2 separate regions of the Mus musculus genome follow, and region 2 is linked to region 1. A link is a contact called in public HiChIP or PLAC-seq data. All regions are on one chromosome and are shown on one strand. The core of a region is the stretch at or near the end of the contact, and the rest is flanking DNA. Distances in the headings are between cores, read along the strand shown.

What was found. HiChIP or PLAC-seq counts read pairs in DNA pulled down with a chosen protein or histone mark.
Region 2: a contact with region 1 is called in an H3K4me3 HiChIP or PLAC-seq map of pro-B cells, with 2.9 times the contacts expected there. The contact joins the enhancer-like site here to the promoter of Zcchc7 in region 1. A contact is called at or near these places in 7 of 39 promoter capture datasets (the 3T3-L1 cell line, 3T3-L1-derived adipocytes, the C10 cell line and 3 more), 1 of 115 datasets of contacts at active chromatin or transcription factors (pro-B cells) and 3 of 9 other capture datasets (adipose tissue, liver and pancreatic islet).

What each region holds. Positions count from the first base shown.
Region 1 is chr4:44,754,016-44,758,327 of GRCm38.p6, forward strand. Zcchc7 (zinc finger, CCHC domain containing 7) reads left to right here and starts at 2,544. Exons shown (of 9, transcript NM_138590.4): 1 at 2,544-2,677.
Region 2 is chr4:44,938,517-44,942,864 of GRCm38.p6, forward strand. No RefSeq gene overlaps it. Among named protein-coding and RNA genes, the nearest start is that of Gm12678, 3.0 kb to the right of the region's middle. Within about 2 kb of position 1,560, at least 22 of the 459 cell types and tissues checked have an H3K27ac peak or open chromatin away from gene starts, as enhancers often do. A contact at or near this core is called in pro-B cells, where this site is marked.

The DNA of each region.
Region 1 (4,312 bases), core at 1,294-3,793:
AGGAAGTGACCTCACCCACTGAACTATCCCTCAGTCCTCCACCTTTTAAGGTATTTTGTTGGCTGCATGAGTAACAGTGAGAGGCGAGGCCACAGCCATTAAGGGTTATGCTCATTAGCTTTACATTCTCAAGAGAAACAAGGTAAAGGAGCAGCATATTTATTCTGGCTCACACCTCTCTCTTTATCCCCTTCTAACTCTGTCTGGGTGCTTAGTTTCCCTGGATGGTAGGTACAGCTCACATTTAGGTCCTGACCTAACTCCCTCACTGAAAATATGCTCACAGGATACCCAGAAGGGTTCATCAGTGCTTTTCAGTTTGATTAAGCTGATAAACTCAAGATTAAGCAGTATTCACTACTTCTGGCAGTTAGAAATCTGTTCATCTGAGTCGGTTTCTCCTTTTTTGTAAATAGAAATTAACACTAATAATAAAAATAATCACTGAGCACGGTGGCACACGCCTTTAGTCTCAGAAGCTCAGCAGGCAGATCTCTGAGTTCAAGGCCTGTATGGTCTGTATAGAGAGTTCCAGAACAGCCAGGACTACACAGTAAAGAGATCTTGTCTCAAACAACCAAACACACATAATAAAAAAAAGTTAGGTTTTTAAGGTTAGGTTAGGTTGCACCAACTTGCAATCCCAGTACTTGAGTTTAAGGCTGGACTAAGCTCTGTAGTAAAACCTAAAAAACTAGCAAAAGGGGCAGCAAAACAATATTGTTATGAATGGGGGTACCTGGTGGGTACTTAGCTCATGCCAAGGCATATTCCTGAGTAATTATGCCATGCAACAGATCTGGTATAAAAGAGGTTTCCTGGGGGAAGGGAGAGGACTGAGGACCTGGGACAGGGTAGGAAAGGGTATAGAGGCAGGCAGGGGCCACGAGGGCAAGAGGTAGGGGGACCTCTGAGGACAGACGGGGGAGAGGGAACTCTGAAAACAGAGAGGGGGGAGGGGAAAAAAGAAAAAGGAGAGGACATATGAGATTATGGAACACACAGAGAGCCGGGTGGCCAGCAGTCCTTTTATAGGTCCTCTAATCCCTTGCTCGGTCCCTGGGAGGAGTCTAGTGAAATCACCTGTAAGCTAACAATATACTAAGAGGAGTTATTATGGCCCTTGATTAAAAATTCAGTCTTTTAATACACACATACACACACACAAACACACACACAGCATTCCTTTGGCACATATTCCCTGAACTGTCCAAACATGTGACCTACTTCTATACCACTTTTTCTATCCCCCAAATAGGTTTTTCAATTTTGCCTTTTTATAGTGTCTTGTCCCTTTCTTTCCTAGCACATAACCATAATGCTAATCGAATTTTGTAATTATTTTCAAACTCCTAATACTGTAACAAGACCTTAAAATTCTTCTACTTTATCTGGACTTTCTAGAACAGCCTGACATTTTCCTGAAACTCTTCCCCCAACCCCCCTATAATTTAGTTTAAGTAAATATAAGCTTAGTTTTCTAATAACGTAGAAGGCTGACAGCTTGGCTCTAATATGTTCAATAAATGTTGGCAAAAAGATTTAAAATCAAACTCATCTATCAGGGATGTTGTCAGTACCTAATTCGGTATTTGTAAAGTTGCTTAGATGAACTTATGTTTGTTTGTGTTTGACTGTGACAAGGTCTTAAGTAGCTCAGGCTATCTTTGACTGCTCCACGTTGCTAAGGATGAACTTGAATTCCTTATTTTCCTTTTTCCACCTCCTCTGTACTAGGCTGCTTATGTGGTGGAACTTAAAAATGAACCCAGGGCCTTCTATGCGGTAAGCAAGCACTTTACCAACTGGGTTACACGTCCAACCTCATAATTAAAGTTTTTTTGTTTTTTTGTTTTTTCTTAAAGGTGTGACCAAGGGAACCAATGCTGGAGGCCGTGAACACCGTCTCCTAGTACCAGAAAGAACAGCATTTACTCCGTGTTGCAGGAGTGCAGCTCTTCACGGTTCACAAACAGTTAACAAGGCGGAAGCACCTCCGAGTGCACTTTACAACCTAAGGTGAGAAAAGCCGTGCGGTCACTATTCCCACTAGCGGAAAAACCAAAACCCAAACCAGACACTCTCAAAAATGCCTCTTCCCGCGCTGGCATTATCAAGGTCCCTCTCCGAAGTCACCTACTAACCCTAAATCCCCTACTAACTCTGACCTCCACCCGGAAAAGGGGCCGATTTGCTCTGCGCCACGTGTTACTACGAGGGCGTCACCCAGAGCTAGAAAAGAGACAGCCCCTGCCGACCGGACCAAGGTATCATGGGAATTGTAGTTTTCTTTCCAACACGGGAGTAAGTGAACTCGCACTTACTTTTGCCCTTCAAGTAGCTTCTATTTAGTATAACTCATAAGATAAAAATATGCACCATAATTTTTTCAGCCGAGATTTCTTTTCGAAAGGAAGGATGAAGAAAAAAAGAACAAAACCAAACACAAAGTTTATAGGCGGAGAAAACAAAGGGTTAATAAGCGTTACGCATGCGCTCGGAGGACTCGCGGGTTGGGCGGAAGGACAGCTCCCAAGAGCTCTGTTTTCCCCGGAAGTACCTTCTCCTCCCTGGAGTCCGCGCGGACGCGGCTTCCTTACCTCATTTGTCCTCGCCCCTCCCCGTTCCTCTACGCGTTTCGGTTCCTGGTTGGTGCTTCCTGGTCGCGGCCGCGGCAGTGAGTATGTGTGTGACGGACCCCGAGCTGTCCCGCGGCCGGGGGACCCCTTCCCCTCTCCGCCTCGCCCGCGGAGCTGTGGAACTAATGCGTGCCCCTCTCTGGCCTTCCCCTCCCGGTCCTTCGGGGCTCAGCGCAGTGCAGCGCAGCAAATGGCCTCTCAGCTCCGTGCCGCCCCACGCGGCTCAGTGACCGGGCTGGGGTTTGGCGGCCCGAGACCAGGGCTTGGGCAAGGCTGGGCGGCGATGGCCTTGACGGGCACGTCTTCTCTGTCGGCGTTACTCCACCGCCTCCCACGGTTCACCCGTCCTGGGGAGGTGGGCCAGTCCCGAAATGTGGAGGTCTCCCTTCGCTGAGGGGAACCTGGCCCTCAAGGATGCGTCCAGTCGGGGGCCACCTTAAGCTGGTGCTGTCAAGTAGCCGCTTCACGAGTAGACACAAAGAATCTGGGAACTATGCCCCATTCCTTATATAAAACCAGGGTATCCTAAGATGATCCTCTGCCCCCGCGCCCGCACACCCTAACAGCAGACAGTTGTAGTCAATTTTACTGTGGGGAAATCGAGGTTGGGAGTTGGCAGCCCCCAGTTCCAGCCATCACTGATTAGCTGCCGACGCTCAGAATACCTTTAGGTCGAGTTTACTGTGATTTCAAGTCTCAGGGTTGAATGAAGGAAACTTTTTTTTTTTTTTTTTTTTTTTTTTTTTGAGACAGGGTTTCTCTGTATAGTCTTGGCTGTCCTGGAACTCACTTTGTAGACCAGGCTGGCCTCGAACTCAGAAATTCGCCTACCTCTGCCTCCAGAGTGCTGGGATTAAAGGGGTGAGCCACCACGCCCGGCAGAAGGAAACTTTTAAGGGCCTTTTTTAGCCCATTGGATAATTTTTTTCCTGAGCCTGTTTTTCCCAAGTATAAAATCACCCTTAATTTAATGACTAGGCTCCCTTCAAAAGCTCTCGACTTGGTGTTGAACATTTAGACCTTAAATTGCAGCGTGTGTATTTAAGACGGTGTTGTGCTTTAGGGACAGTTAATTATTGTCATTTAGTCAGAGGATGGGGAATGATCTGAGGGAAGAATTGGAAGTGAAAATTGTATGAAAACTACACGATTAACAGTGCATGGGACAAATAGGAGAAGCACTGTTTCCAGCAGAGTCCAAAGAGTAGTTAGAAGTTAACATCAGTAAATTTAGCATGCATTTCTGACATGGAGACAAGCCCATTGTTTCTCTCTTTGATGGTCCCATTTGGATTCCTTACCTCCTTTGATTGGAAGTGACAGTAACATTTGAAAAAGGGGCAGACATTTTAACTTTTGTAATTGGTTTTGTTTCTGCCTTCACTGAATCTCAGTAGCACACTGAGATTCTTGTAAGTTATAAACCTAAGTGGAGAATAAACTATTAGTCATTTTATCCATTGACAACTGTGGATTTAAAAATTCAGCCCTCAAGGTGGGGTCCAGCCCCAGGTAGAACACTGGCTTAGCATGTCCAGGCCCCTGGATATAGTCCCCAGCACCATCAAATGAATAAGACCAAATTTGGGATTTAAATCTACCTCAGATGACCTATAGCACCCAGAAAGAAGCTCTAAGCTGGAAATACTTTGAAAGAAAATTAAGAGCAAAGC
Region 2 (4,348 bases), core at 310-2,809, 180 kb after region 1:
GTTACCCATGCTTAGCCAAACATTTCAGAAAAGTCCTCCCCATCACCACAGTGCCCTGGGGAGGGGGGTGGAGCAGGACTACCTAAAACTGAAGCTGTCTGAATATCCCCTCGTTCTTCCCAGTAGCCGTCACCTGGCCAGGCTTGCCGGCTTTCACCTTTCTGGGAAGATGCCAGACTTGTCTCTACCTCAGCCTCCTTACATACCCCCATGTTCTTCCTCCACACCCAGTGGAGCCTCAGAGACTTGGGAACCCACAGGCTTCCTGGACAAGTCATGGGTCACCAGCCACTTGTCTTCTGTGCCTATAACCAGTTAATCATCTCCCCTGGGGGGTTGTGTGACAGTCCTCCTGCACTTAACTGCTCAGGGACTTTTCTGGTTTCTCACCTCAATTAACCCTGGCTTCCTGGGTGACTCTGGATCCCCACAGCAGAACCAGACTTGAAATCCCGCCTGCCAGGCTGCATGAGGCCCATCTTTTCTTGATCCTTTCTCTCCATCTTAATAAGGATGGGCGAGCTCTCAGCTACATCAGTATTTGTGACATTCTGGCTGCTAACAAAGCTGCAAAAGACAGCCTGGTCTACTCTGTTCTCTTCTCCATGTTCACACATCAAGTGAGGCGTGGAGACCTTCCCACCGGCCCTCCTGCCTCTCTCTGCTGAGCCTCATCAACAGAAAATGGTTTTTGAAAAATTTGACAGGCCAGGAGTATGGAAAAGGTTTAGTATTGAGCCTCAACAGCTTGATCCCTCCAAACACCCACTCAGGTGGCAGATACCTGTAGCATCCACAGCACAGGCAGCATGAACTGGGCTATAGCGTAGGGGACATGGAAAAAGAATCAGCCCCTGGCCCTAACGAGGCTCCAAACTTTCCCTCTCTCAGTGAGGTACATGAGCACTGCCCTGGAGTGACAATTCCCAGAGTTGCCGTACAGAACCAAGGAGCAGATGAGCACAAGGGTCATGTACCAGACCTCCAGTGGGAGGCAAGCCGGAGGGAATACAGACCAAAGAAACAGGATACCTGCAAGACTTCAAATTTGGGGGCCAGCATCCAACACTTGGCACCTACTGAGGTCTCCAGTCTTAAGAAACTGCCCCAACACAGCATCCTGGAGTTTGGAGGATTTTCAGAGATTATCATCAGTTCCAGAAACTTCCTTAGTACATATGGGAACCCCACCCCATACTCAGATGCAGCCTCTTATCCCACACTGAGTCAGAGGCAGGTCCAGGCCCTTGACTCTCAGTGTGGGACTTTTTCTGTGGCTGGGAAGTCGGCTGTGGGAGCAGGCTCATCGATGGCTGAGTGCTGAGCTTTGGGAGGCCGGCCTAGAAGCCGGTGATACAGAAACATCACAGTACCGAGTTTAGACTGCGACATCAGGCTCGAGACACCAAAATGAATCCAGTGTAAGGAGAAAGAAAGACTGTGAAAGTGAAATTTGCCATTTGTGAGAGGAGGAAACTGAAAATGTGCTCTCAGACCCATGCAAATCACCCGTGGTCTTTTGTCTGCACCTGCGACTGCTCACACACACAGATCACCCGGGGGCCTAGGTTCCCACGCATTCTGCACTGGGGCTATGCGGCAGGTGGGAGGAACGGCATCTCCCTCCACAGTGGGCAATCCTCAGATCTAAGCAGTATTTGCAGGGGCTCTGCCCTTCCAAAGGATGCTGGGTTCGCAGCAGCCCCTTCTGTGGGCTGGCCAAGACAACCCTTATTAGGAACAACCCCTGTTTAAGACATCATTGCAGGCTCTGTCCGCTCCCACCTCCCGTCTGCTATCCTCCTGCCTCTCTGCCTTGGGTTCCGCCTCTAGAAACCTACCCTCGTGTGGGAATTTGCTCGTCCCTATGGTTCCTGCTGGAAATACCTCCTCCCCTTACTCTCCACCACCCTGCTAGAAGCTCAGTGTTATGCTTTGGAGGCCGAGCTTAGAGGATGATGACATCAGAGAGCACAGGATTACCCAGACACTGTCCTGTCTCTCGGCTGGGCCTCCTGCCTCTGCACTACCTCGCTCTAGGCCTTTGACAGGTTTATAACTGTTGGCTTGCATTCATCCAGCACTATCTCCTTTACCTAGACCAGCCCCTACATCTGGACCTCTATTCTGTAGACCCATCCCGATGCCCTCCCTGGAGCTAAGGACTATACTTGCAGACCCCAGCCAGCCAAAGAAGGCATCCCTAAAGAGTCGCCGGAAATCATACATCTGCCCTTCTTGTCTCAGATGTCATTGGGAAAAGATGGGTGACTGTAACAGAATGTCTCTTCACAAATCTTCATTTGCTAAGCTAAACAACTCAATAAGACCACTTTTTTTTTTTTTTAAGTTCCTACCTCGGTGCCAGACCTTACCAGGCAAGGCCAACACAGATCTACTACCCATGACAGAGATAAGCCAGTAGCAGACAAGAGGAGAAACTGTGGTGCACAGAGGGTGTGCTTCACTCGTACTGAACTGGAAGCAGGGAACAGAGCTTATGCTGACACAGGAAAGGCCATCCGTGTCCCTAGGCTTTGTCATGTGTGGGTAGAGCATCGAGTGAGTGGCTCAGCAGACAGGAAGGGGCCAGAGCAAGCAAGGGCTGGGCAGGGGGCAGGGCTTCATCGTGCTGGCCAGCATGGCACAGCTGGGAAACAAGTTCACTCTCACAAGCATCCTCAGAGCTGGGTGAGTCACAGGCACCCCTCTTTCCTCGAGGTCTCACAGGAATATTGATTCAGGATCTGTCCCTCCTGCGAAGACATGAGCGTATCAGAGGCTGTTCCTAGGCCGCCATTACTATAGACTGGCCGCACTGTTCTTGGACTCCATCATGGCCGTAGCAGCCACTGCGTGGTGCTCTTCTGTCTCTGGGTTCTTTAGCTCTGAATGTCTGAGGCTCACCCACGGATACAATGGTTTTTAACTTGCTTTGTTGCAAACATTGCAAATCGAGGTGCTAAACTTGGAAGAGTCTGAACTCAACAATAGTTTCCTAATCGCCCCACCACAGAAGCAGGCTTCTCAATAAAATGAGCTTTTATCCCCTTCTTGAGAAGGCTTACCCAGAACATAAGCGTGGAGGACCACAGTGTACAGCAAGCGCCCCACACCTTACTCAGTCCTCGGCTTAAGAGGCCCTATTAAACCTGGGGTGGATTTTCTATGCCCCATGGTTTTTCCATTTTGTCTTTTAATTTTTACTTTAAGGACTTAATTTTAACAAAAGAGCCAAATTACCACCCAGCTTAAAATGAACTTGTTTAGGGAAGTTAAAAACAGGCTTTAGAGTATGGAGCTGTAATTGACTTTGGAAGGGGATAATTACATGGCCCCTGTGCCCTCTGCCTCACACTTTGCAAAGAGTGAGGCCCAGAGAGATCAGCGGGCAATGGTGTGATCCACTGTGAGCCTGGACTCCCAGCCTGAGCACAGGACCAGGGACATCAGGGCCCATCAGCCTAGGTCTCGGACACGGCAGTGCCAATCAGTAGGCGATGGGTTGGTTGATGGGATGAAAACACAGACAGGGAGGCATGAGTGGGCACAAGAGACAACGGTCCTCAGACCACACTGGGGTCCAGACTTAGAAGTCCAGTGGGCTGCACTCAAGCCCAGCGACAGCAGAGGACAGGCTGGGGCTCTCAGGACTTGCTTTGTTATGGGGTAAAGTGTGTTCCTGAAGATGCTATGTTGATGTCCTACTCCCCAGTACTTCAGAATAGGGGTGTACTTGGAGATTGCACCTTCAAAGTAGAGATTAAGCTATAATGAGGTTGGACAGGTACAGGGAACTTTGATCTAATCTGAATAGCATCTTTATGAGACCAGGAGACAAGGACACAGGATACCTGGGAGCACAAAGAGATTTCCATATGAAGAGGAACCAAGAGGGTCACCATCTGCAAGAAAGAGATAAACTCACCCCACCCCCACTGGCACCCCGACTTTAGGTTTCTGTGGTTGAAACCACTCAAGCTGTGGTGTGTTTCTAAGGCAGCCTGGCAGTTAGTGGCCCTCCCATTTGCCATATGTGAAAAGAGTGACACAAGGATGACTCTTTGTCCCAGTGTCTTCACCTCTAGGCCTTTACCCTAAAGGTTAACTAAGAGTCCTTAAAGAATTACCCGCTAGGTTGATAGAATAGTCTCGTAATTGAAAGTATGAGAGCATTTGCCTGTGAGAGAATAGAGAAATAAATGAGAGTAACTGACTCAGTAGACCAAGAAGCAGCCATTAAGTTACCAACATCAGCTGAGCTGCACAGGCTCTGTCCTCTGCAGAAATGAGAGTGCCCTTCAGCCAGATAGAGGCGAGATAGATCCCGGCGCATCCAGGAAATGGG